2 separate regions of the Danio rerio genome follow, and region 1 is linked to region 2. The links are chromatin contacts, called in public Micro-C maps. All regions are on one chromosome and are shown on one strand. Each heading gives the region's core, a stretch centred on a gene start, on an enhancer-like site or on the middle of the called end of the contact. The rest is flanking DNA. Distances are from core to core; before and after follow the strand shown. Region 1 overlaps septin8a (septin 8a). Region 2 overlaps shroom1 (shroom family member 1).

Region 1 (5,923 bases), core at 2,326-4,825, 64 kb before region 2:
ATAAGTCTGAGTCTTAAAATGACAATAATATAGTTTATCGTAATACATTTCAGTGCAATATGTTGTACAACAAAAATGACATATAGTGATCTCCAACCAATCTCGGTCCTGGAGGTCCAGTGCCCTGCAGGGTTTAGCTCTAACTTGCCTCAACACACCTGTCTGGGTGTTTCAAGTATACCCAGTAAGAGCTTGATTAGCTTGTTCAGGTGTGTTTGATTGGGGTTGGAGCTAAAACCAGCAGGACACCGGCCCTCCAGGATAAACTTTGGTGATCCCTGTATAAGTAACTAACATAAAAACAAAAAGTAATCTCTGACATTACTCTCTCAGCAGAAGAGTAATCTACAGTAACTAATCACACCCAACGTCGGCTTTATTTCTCGTATCACGCAATTAGTCTGATTAAAAGAGCGAACAGCACACAGCAGATGATGTAAATGGGGGAGTGTTTATTTCAGCATCGGCTATGGCTTTAAATGTGAAACAATATAACCTGAATACAGCCTTATACACCTCGCGATACAAAAAAATAGATATCATTTGCATATCTGTTGTCGTGTGCTCTTAAAAACAGCATCAAAAATAGCTTTATTCGGCCAGGCTGGTGTAATAATAAAATCATCACTGCGCTGTAATCATGAGTTTGGCTCAGATCTTAAATACTACTGTACATTGGCAAGGGAAACGTGCACTTCTCAATACACGCGTCACAAAAAAAAACTGACAGCGAGACGAATGAGCAGATGGTTTAGTACCAAAACACACGGTGTGCTATAAAAGAAAACACACACACTCGCGCTCGGAAACATAAGAGTAAAATAACACAGCTGATGAGGGATGTTAAAAATGACCTTCATCCACACCAGAAACACACATGAAGGAAAACAAGAGACAAAAATACAACACAGGAATCTGTTCAGTCCCCATAATGCACCTCTCTGCCGTCCAATCAGGAGCTTTTGGTCCTTTAACACAAGGAACATGTCAAAAAAACTAAACAAATCAAAAGGCGACGCTGCAAATGTAATGAAGGAAAGTCCATGGATGGCCTGCGATGTGCTCATAAATTAACTGAAAGAAAAAACAAACAAACACAAAACAGGAAAATGAGTATCAACGGAAAAATGAGGAACAAAAAAAGGTGGAAACATGCAAATGAACACATGAATATGATCATAAAAGCACTGAGAAATACAGAAATACAAGCATGCTGTCATATTGGGATGAAAACTAAACATTCACTGAAAATTACTGCAGGAATTTTGAGTCATATTGTCCAGAACTGAAGCATCCGCCGAGTCTATAATGCAGCTGAAGGGTCAGTTCACACAACAATGAACATTTCCTCACCATTTACCTACACTCAAGTGGCTCTAAATGAATTCGTTTCTTTCTTCTGTTGAACACAAAACAATATTTTTTGAAGAATGTTGGAAAATACAGCCACTGACTTTCATTGTATGAACAAAAAATACAACAGAAGTCAATGGTTACCGGTTTTCAACATGTTTCAAAATATCTTCTTTGGTGTTTAACAGACAAAACAAACACAAACAGGTTTGTAATGATGAGTAAATGATGACAGAAGTTTTATTTTTGTGTGTACGATCACTTTAAGGTCAATATCTGGCAGTTTGTTCAGCTTAAAGGCGCAGTATGTAGTTTTGGCCACTGGGGGGGGCGTATTCACAACAAACAAAGGTGTATTTTTAATGTGTGTGAATTCATGGGAGTTGTGGTCTTTATCATCTGTGTGAAGTATTTAACACTTACACCATGATATTATGAAGCAGAGTAAGACTGAAGTAATTCCCTTTAATTACCAAGTTAATGGTTACCGGTTTTCAACATTTTTCAAAATATCTTCTTTAGTGTTTAACAGACAAAACAAACACAAACAGGTTTGTAATGATGAGTAAATGATGACAGAATTTTTTTTTGTGTGTGTACGATCACTTTAAGGTCAATATCTGGCAGTTTGCTAAGCTTAAAGGCGCAGTATGTAGTTTTGGCCACTAGGGGGGGCGTATTCACAACAAACAAAGATGTATTTTGAGGAGTGTGGATTCATGGGAGTTGTGGTCTTCATCATCCTACACAACTCTAGCAGAAATCATGTAGATGGATGAGTAAAATATTTAACACTTATAGAGTGGATGAGGACGGCAATTTGTATGCAAAAACCCAGAAGCAAGTTAGCATTTTAGCAGTTGCGGTTCCCGTGACCTAAAGCCAATGTTTTTTTTTTTTTTTTTTTTTAATGGGATTTTGGTTAAATTGCTTAAGTAAGGTTTGTGGTAACCACAAACTCAAGATACTTTCACATTTTATTCTAAAAGATAAAACACATCAGTTACATCAAACACACTCCTCGTTTTTAAAAATCAATTACGCTTCTATATAAAAGACAGTTGCTATCAAATTGCTAAATGGGACTGCAGGCGATGTCAAATTGATGACAACATTTTTATTTTTGTGTGTACTATCATTTTAAGGCTGATAGCTGGCAGTTTATTTAGCTTAAAGGCACAGTATGTAGTTTTGGCCACTAGGGGGCGCGTATTCACAACAAACAAACGTGTATTTTGCTGAGTGTGGATTTATGGGATCATTCTACAGATTCCAGCAGAAATCATGTTGATAAATGAGTAAAAAATTCAACACTTATAATCATGGTAACATGAAGTAAGATAACCGTGAAGAAAAACACTGAAGTATTTCCATGTTTTCTAGAAAACCACAGTGAATATTGAGGGTGTGTGACGTCATTAGCATGAACACACAGCACACAGTCCATAACACTTTAAACGTGATTATTTCTCTGGATTCGATCTTTCTTTTAAACATTTGGGATAATATAAGCGAATAAATCAGCAAAATAACATTGTTCTATAGACTTTTAGATGTTTGAATGATAAAAATGTACATATTGTGTCTTAAAAATGATAAAGGTGTTTTCAAAATGACTTAAAGAGTTTGTTTAACACTTGTTAAAAGTGAGATTTCTCTGGATTTGGTCATTCTTTGAATCATTTGGGATAATATAAGTACATAAATCAGCTAAATACAAACGGTTCTAGTGATTTTTAGGTATTTGGATGAAAAATCCGTACACATTGTGCCTTTACATCCTGTATCCCTTTACTGGGATAACATAAGTGAATAAATCAGCCAAATAACACTGTTCTAGTGGTTTGAATGACAAAAACACTTGCCTTTAACTCAGATTGTGATAAAGGTATTTTAAAATTCAATCAAAGAATTAGTTTAACACTTGTTAAAAGTGATTATTTCTCTGGATTTGATCATTCCTTAAAACATTTGGGATGAATAAATCAGCAATAACACATTGTGTTCTAGTGTTTTTTCAGAGGCATCAATGACAAAAACGTACACATTGTGCCTTTAAAATTAGTTTGTGATATAGATAATTAAAAATATATCACAATCAGAGGATTTGTTTTATATTCTGACCGAGTGTTAGTTGTTTTGAGTCGAATATGATCAGCTTTCCTTCAGATGCTGGACCGCGTCAGGTTTAAACCACAAAATGGACGCCGTGTAAACATGCGAGTAACCACAAGATGGCGCCCATGAAGCACAGGCCTGACAGCAGAACGAGCTCAAAACCTCAACCTGCTGTTTTGTGGTAAAAATAAACGATGTTTAGGAAAAAGACTAACACCCTATGCTAATGAGGAAGAGATGGTCACTATTGGGTGGGACTTTCCCCCTCTGATGACACGTACAAAGGGAGAATGACATTCAAAGCGTTTCTGCAGACTGTTTTTATCAAGTCTGATTATAAACAATAGAATTAATACACTCTACATTAAAGAAAAAGAGGAATAAGAAGACAAGCGAACTCACTTTTTCTTGTCCTTGTCCTTCTTGAGGGGCTGTGAGAGCGAGAGGGTCTCGGCGGCCACTTTCCTCCTATTGAAAGCGTTCATCTCCTCCTCCAGCTCGCGTCTCTTCTCCTCCACTTTCCTCTTCTCCTCCTGGTGCATTCGCTTCAGCTGCTCGAACTTCTCATGTAACTGAGCAGATTACAGATATTTATTGATTTATTTGTCATGGACATCACAAGTACACTGGACAAGCCAACACTGAACGTAAAAAAAAAATCATCATTTGATTTGTTTTAAGGTGGTCGCAAATAATTTACATGGGCTGAATTTAATTGAACAAACAAATTAGATTGAACATTACTAATTAAATTTGTTTTCATAAATTGTTTATAAATTGCCCACATAAATTGTTTGCAACCATATTCATTAATTTTCCTCCAGCTTAGTTTCTTATTTATTAGAGGTCAACTAACAGTCAACTAGCATATGTTTTACGCAGCGGATGCCCTTTCAGCTGCAACCCAGTACTGGGAAACACCCATACACTGTCGCATTCACACATTTTATACTCTTGTATATTTTACTTTGATTTGTTTCTGGTACAAAAAAAATCTTAAATAAAGAAGAAAAATTATTATCTTGTTGAAGATAATAAAGCGAGTTTTTCCTCTAAACAAGCTAAATGATCTGCTAATGGGGTGAGCATCTGACATCAAGACTAAAAACAAGAGTTTTTTTGCATAAATAATAGAAATATACAATTTAGAAAAGCAATAGAAAGGCTTTTTTTGCAGTGTACATACACACTTGACGATTTGTATTAAAACTAAGTGGGAGAAAGAAGGGGAGAAGGGTATAGCAGAAGAGGATTGGACAATAATATGGAGGAATCAATGCAAATGCTCGCAGAATTGGAGGGAGATTGGTTGGAAGAGTTTAACATGGTATTTTTATCACACCTTCCCACAAATCACACCATGCTGGTCAGTGGCAGTTCTAGTTTCTGATTAGCACAGGCTTTGCATACAGGTTGAGGTTGAAAATGAAATCGAAAATGAAAATTGAAATGAAAAAGTGTCAATAAAAGGAAAGCTTAAATTTACATTTTAATTTGAATTGTGTCACTATTATAGCGTGAATATTAATAACACGCTTTGTAAAAATTGTGTTGCATTTTATTTTTCAGTTTGGCTTTTTATTTTAATATTGGCAGTCTTGACGTGGAAATGCAGTGAAAATGTAATGTTAAATCGGCAACTTCATTTTAATTATCAATTTGACAGGGACGATGTGTTGTCAAAGTGAAAATGAAAAAAAATTAAATAATTTCATTTTGTTTTCAACTTTGGCCGATATTTTGCGAACAGTGTTTTAAAATAAAATTGTTAATCTGATTTTAATTTTAATTTCCATTTTTTATTTGATTTATTTAAAGTTGGCAGGATTTACCTTCCATACAAAATGCTATATAGGAATCGTATGCTGAAGATGCAGGACTGACCTCTCTCTCCTTCTCCTTCAGCTCGGCCTCCGTCTCCTTCACTTTATTGACGAACATCTGCCTCATCTCCTCCTCCTTCTTCTGCAGGTCTCCGAGAAACTCCTTCCTCTTGGCTTCATACGTCTCCTGCAGACTGTAGCGAACACACGTCTAACGTTTTTAAACACGTTTTCATTAAGATGCACATTTTATAAAGGATTTAAATACATACTTCATCCATCAATCAAAAAGATGTTCACATATTTTATCTTTTCGCATTTTCCAGGTGCAAAAACATCTCAATTTTCAGAATGCTGCAAGCACACTGCGAGTCATGTGACTAGAACTAAGGGTGCTTATTTAGTTAGGCTGAATCGCACTAGAGTTCGTTTTCCCTTTTGGTGCGGTTCGTTTGGGCAGGTGAGAATGCAGCGATCGTACTCGAGTGCGCACCAAAAGCGGACCAAATAAGCGTACCGAGACCTGCTTGAAGAGGTGGTCTCGGTACGCTTTCAAACGAACCCTGGAGCGGTTCGTTTGTGGTGACAATATGATCCGTACTAAAACAGGTCCAACAGCAAAAAGTACT
Region 2 (6,033 bases), core at 3,235-5,734:
TTCTTGCATAAATCCACCAGAGGCCGCTGTCGACCGACTGATATCCCCAAACCCCCACTTCCCTAAACCCAACCAATAGTGTTTTCAAAAGCACTGATTGACCCGCCCACCCACATCTCTAAACCTGACTGATTGTGTTTTCAACAGCATTCCAGAAAAAAAAAAAACGTCCTCGTCTGATTTTTACCACGTTTTTTAGATTTTACCACATTCTCACCCTGTTATTTGTTTATTCTATGTTTTGCCTTTTGTTTTTGTCTTACCTGCTCTCTGGAACCGTTTTTCGCCAGACTTGATCCCTGCCATCACGGTGAACTCCTCTCTGCATCTAAAGTCCACCGACGCACATAGCTAGCTACTAAGCAGAAAAGCCGTCCATACAGCGGTAAGTGGTCAGTTGGTAGCACGAGAGGAAACAAAAGCTGTCGGCTACATCATACCACCCCATAGCGTTCACTTTAAAGATGAAATGCAGCCATACATAGCTCTGGCAACATAATTCACGCTCTCCAGAAATGTATCTCGGGGTGCATTTTCAGAATGATCCTGTGCTCAAATAATCTGCCAATGTGGCAAGTAAAGTTGTCTTATTTCAAAGTGTATTCAAGAGTAGATTCCTAACTCTAATTGGCAGGTTATTTTGCTCGTTTTCAGGAGAAACTCACCTATTATTTCTGAAAACAAGACAATAATTTAAACTTTTCTAGAAATTGCTTCTTGATTTAGGAGTTTGTAGATATTCAGACTAGAATGAGACAAAAGCTCTGAATAAGAAATAAATAAGAGTATTAGTGGACTGTAAGGTTAGAGGGTCTTACACAGGGTTTCTGCAGGTTTCAAGTCAAACTTAAGACTTCTTAAGACCATTTTAAGACCAATCTGAGTGAAATTTAAGACTTTTACAGGGCTAAATGCTAAGGATTTTTTCTAATGGTACGGTTACTTCTGTAAACATTTTTGGTATTAATGGAAGATCACGTAAAGCAGTGGTCTCAAACTCAATTCCTGGAGGGCCACAGCTCTGCATAGTTTAGCTCCAACCAGCTCACATCTGCTCAATAGTCTCTGGTGGTCTTGAACACCTTGATTAGTCGGATCAGCTGTGTTTGATTAGGGTTGAAGCAAAGCTGTGCAGAGCTGCGGACCTCCAGGAACCCAGTTAGAGACCTATGATGTAAAAGGATGTGCTGCTTTAGTTTTCTTTCCCTGATTAGGGAATTTAATTTGGAGAATTTGCTGTAAAAATGCCTAACAGCTGTTGTAAATTGCATCTTTTTTGCAATAAAAAAACCTTCATTTTAAAGATGAAATGCAGCCATACATAGCTCTGGCTACATAATTCACGCTCTCCAGAAATGTATCTCGGGGTGCATTTTCAGAATGATCCTGTGCTCAAATAATCTGCCAATGTGGCAAGTAAAGTTGTCTTATTTCAAAGTGTATTCAAGAGTATATTCCTCACTCTAATTGGCAGGTTATTTTGCTCGTTTTCAGGAGAAACTCACCTATTATTTCTGAAAACAAGACAATAATTTAAACTTTTCTAGAAATTGCTTTTTGATTTAAGAGTTTGCAGATATTCGGACTAGAATGAGACAAAAGCTCTGAATAAGAAATAAATAAGAGTATTAGTGGACTGTAAGGTTAGAGTTTCTTAAACAGGGTTTCTGCAGGTTTCAAGTCAAACTTAAGACTTCTTAAGACCATTTTAAGACCAATCTGAGTGAAATTTTAGACTTATACAGGGCTAAACGCTAAGGATCTTATCTAATGGTCTGGTTACTTCTGTAAACATTTTTGGTATTAATGGAAGATCACGTAAAGCAGTGGTCTCAAACTCAATTCCTGGAGGGCCACAGCTCTGCATAGTTTAGCTCCAACCAGCTCACATCTGCTTAATAGTCTCTGGTGGTCTTGAACACCTTGATTAGTCGGATCAGCTGTGTTTGATTAGGGTTGAAGCAAAGCTGTGCAGAGCTGCGGCCCTCCAGGAACCCAGTTTGAGACCTATGATGTAAAAGGATGTGCTGCTTTAGTTTTCTTTCCCTGATTAGGGAATTTAATTTGGAGAATTTGCTGTAAAAACAGCTGCTGTGAAATGTCTCTTTTTGCAATAAAAAAACGTGAATATAAACAAAAAGGTTTTAAGATTGATTATTGGATGTCCAAATATGGGACCATCAAAATAAAATAACACCCAAATATGAAGGCGGAGTGAAGTCTGTTTATCTCGGGCACCTTCATCCTCACAGAGGTAAACTGCAGAGTAAAGCCTCCAGCTGCTCTTCTCCCAGACGCTGCTTCTCGTCCAGGTCTTTGAGTCGGATGAGGAGCGAGGCTTTGGTCTGGATGAAGCGCCGGTACTCCTGCATCTGTGTGTCCGTCAGCTGTTTGCAGAGGATGCCGGACACCAGGCGCTCCCGCCGGTCGAGGTTATCCTTCAAGTCTTTGGCGTCGTCCCGCTGTTTGCACAGGAGACGGTAGCGGCTGTCCAGAGATTGCTGCGGATGCAAGTAAACAGGGATGATATTGATATCTCAGTTATTCATTCTCAAGCTGATGATGGACTTTTCTTAGTTTAATTAATTAATTTCAGTAATCTGACTAACATTCATTCATTCATTTTCCTTTAGCTTAGTTGCTTATTGATTAGGTGTCGCCACAGCGGAATGAACCACCAACTGTTCCAGCATATGTTTTACGCAGCGAATGCCTTTCCTGCCTAGTTACCCTAATTAACCTAGTTTAACTCTGCGGACCCGCTAACGTCATCGAATTTCACATTAAGAATTAAAGGGCTAGCGTTGCACCAGACCCCTGTAAGTGGTTTCGATTGAAAATGTAGAATCTATATTTTATGCACATATGCATCACTTTGTTGTTTATTCTACTGTACCAAAGTTATTTACACTTAAATACACAGTATTTTGGATACCCGAGCTGAACATTGGTTTATTTTCATATTTTTCATATGACATATGTACACGTTATAGCTCAAATGAAAGCTCTTGCCGGTGCTCATACGGTTCTGGCGTTCTTTTTACTGAATTAAATTCACATATCAAACAGTTGCCGAATGAATCTCGGTGTTTCCATGGCGCAGAAGTGAAAACAATACATTTATGATCAATAAGCAGCCCCAGATAGCACAGACAGCTGTCATCTCTTACCTTATGCTGTGCGCTTCAGGGCCATTCTCCTCTGTTTTTGAGGTGATGTGCATAAGTAATAGGTTTATATGTCTGACGTGCTCCAAACACAGTGAATTATGTTTGATCAGACAAAAGAACAGTGAAATATGAAAACAATGATCGCTCCCTGTGGCTTGTACAGCACCTCTCATCAGCTGGAACACAATAACTTTTGCATAGATTATGGTGGAGACATTTTTCTTTTTTCCTTTGATTACAGACATGTGCAGGAACCAGCTAAATTAATTACAGCACGCTAAACCAGCCAGAAAATAAAAGGTACACTTTCACATTTGAATGAATTTTAATTTAACTGGTTAAGTCTTTAAATGTCACTTTAAGCTGTATAGAAGTGTCTTGAAGAATATCTAGTCTAATATTATTTACAGTCATCATGGCAAAGATATAATAAATCAGTTATTAGAGATGAGTTATTAAAACTATTATGTGTTGAAGAAATCTCTACGTTAAACAGAAACTGGGGGAAAAAATAAACAGAGGGGCGAATAATTCAGGGGGGCTAATAATTCTGTCTTCAACTGTATATATGTCGTCACCAAATATAAACCAAAGAGGTAAGACTTTCTCATAGCCTCATTTCAATTAAGCTTTGTAAAAATCTATCTATTGAATTAATCAATCAATTAAAAAAGCTTTATATTATAGGTTTAAATTACAGAAAGAAATAACAGATGAAGGGAGATCAAGCAGATCAATGTTGACCTTTCTTTCGAGGTGTCAGTGCAGAAATGAACAAAACAACAGGCCTAATACAAAATATTATAGGATTAACATATGGAAAAATAGTCAATTTTCAATTTTCCTAATGGATAAACAGCACTTGGTAATATTTCAGCATGCTTTCACTTACGTATTAGAAAGTTTTGGTGCGGATCTGATTGCGAGATTCACATATGCCAAATGAAGCGCGCTAACTGGGCAAACGAGAAACAAACGTCTAGGTGTGAAAGCATCCTAAGACCGCATTTGCACGCACTTGACAAACAGTCGCAGGCAAATCAAACTCTAGTGACAAGGCAGCACTTGCCCAACTAGGCCTGTTATCATCCTGTGTACTGTCCTGAACATCTCACACGCTGGCACCGGTGCCTATTGTCGAGCCCTTAAGTGAAGGGAAAGTAGGTGATGACAGAACTTTTGGGTGTATTCCAATAACGAGAGCAAAACTAATACCCGTTTACATTTTTAATGACAAAATCGTACATATTGTGCCTTTAAACATCTCTGATTGGCCACTGCAAGGCTGTCCAAACCTGTTCCTGGAGAGTAAATCCTGCTGAGTTTATCTTTTACTCTTGTAAACCACACCTAAACCAGCTCATCCAGCTCTTCAGACGCTCTAATTTCTCAAGTTTTTGCATTCACGTTGCTAAAAATGCTTCTTACTCACAGTTTTTGTCCTGTTTTCAGTCCAAAAATATAAAAATCCTTAAATCAAGAAGCATTTTACAGACAAGCAAAAAATACGGTCTTGTTTTCAGACATAATACGTCAAAATTAAGTGATTATCTCCTTAAAACCAATCAAAATGGCCTGCTAATTGCAAAATATCAATAATTTAATTATCAATAATTATTTACAAACATTATTTTGCTCCACGTGATAGATTTAAGGTGGCACGGTGGCTAAGTGGTTAGCACTGTCGCCTCACAACAAGAAGGTCGCTGGTTCGAGTCCCAGTTGGCATTTCTGAGTTTGCATGTTCGCTCCATGTTGGCGTGGGTTTCCTCCTGGTGCTCCGATTTCCCCCACAATCCAAACACATGCGCTATAGGTGAACTGAATAAACTAAATCGGCCAGAGTGTTTGAGTGTGAATGAGTGTGTTTGGGTGTTTTCCAGTGCTGGGTTGCAGCTGGAAGGGCATCTGCTGAGTAAAACATATGCTGGAATAGTTGGCGGTTCATTCTGCTGTGGTGACCTCTGAAATTAAGCCGAGGGAAAATGAATGACTAATAGATTTTAAGTGCATGCACTGATGAGTTAAAGCATCATAACAGAGCACACATGAGTGTCGCTGCTGACCTCTGGAGGAGGAACAGAACATGATTATGGCCACTAGATGGCCTCAAAACTGTAACTGCAACAAACGAATTGGAACATTAAAGACCAAAAACAAATTCAAGTCAGTTTATTTTATGCTTTCAGGTACATTTGAAGCACTCAAATAAATGTAAGTGACATTATGACTATTCAGATTTTGATCTGTCAGTGCTTTTATTGTTCATCAGCTGGAAATAAAGAATAATAAAAAAACAAACAAACATTGATACTGATTTGTAACTATGAATAATTTATTACAACTGTAATGTTGGATGCTAAAAATAAATATTATATGTATGTAAAAATAAATAAATATATATGTATGTATGTATGTATGCATGCATGTATGTATGTATAGTTGAAGTCAGAATTATTAGCCCCCCTAAATTATTCACCCCCTGTTTATTTTTTTCCTCAATTTCTGTTTAACAAAGAGCAGATTTTTAAAACACATTTCTAAACATAATAGTTTTAATAACTCATCTCTAATAACTGATTTATTTTATCTTTGTCATTTTGACAGCACATAATATTTGACTTGATATTTTTCAAGACACTTCTATACAGCTTAAAGTGACATTTAAAGTCAATGTCAATGTCAATTTTATTTATATAGCACTATTAAACACAACCAAAGGTTGACCAATGTGCTGAACAATAAATCACAAAGAACAAGTATAAAATTATAGCTAAAACAAACAATTATCACAAATAGTTAATATAGGTAAAAACAAATAATTCTCACTAATAAAATGCCAAATCAAAAAGGTAAGATTTCA

Evidence for each region. Hi-C and Micro-C count contacts between places; a contact is called where the count stands out from the background.
Region 1: a contact with region 2 is called in a Micro-C map of caudal fin, with 11 times the contacts expected there. The contact joins two enhancer-like sites. A contact is called at or near these places in 2 of 18 Hi-C or Micro-C datasets (caudal fin and hematopoietic stem cells).

The regions. Positions count from the first base shown.
Region 1 is chr21:47,116,398-47,122,320 of GRCz12tu, reverse strand. It overlaps septin8a (septin 8a), which reads right to left. Exons shown (of 10, transcript NM_001115117.1): 8 at 5,356-5,488; 9 at 3,874-4,043; 10 at 433-1,074. The coding sequence ends at 1,071. Among named protein-coding and RNA genes, the nearest start is that of ccni2, 26 kb to the left of the region's middle. Within about 2 kb of position 3,575, at least 8 of the 62 cell types and tissues checked have an H3K27ac peak or open chromatin away from gene starts, as enhancers often do. A contact at or near this core is called in caudal fin, where this site is marked.
Region 2 is chr21:47,053,697-47,059,729 of GRCz12tu, reverse strand. shroom1 (shroom family member 1) reads right to left here. Exons shown (of 8, transcript XM_682698.11): 8 at 1-2,501. The coding sequence ends at 2,247. Among named protein-coding and RNA genes, the nearest start is that of sowahaa, 18 kb to the left of the region's middle. Within about 2 kb of position 4,484, at least 4 of the 62 cell types and tissues checked have an H3K27ac peak or open chromatin away from gene starts, as enhancers often do. A contact at or near this core is called in caudal fin, where this site is marked.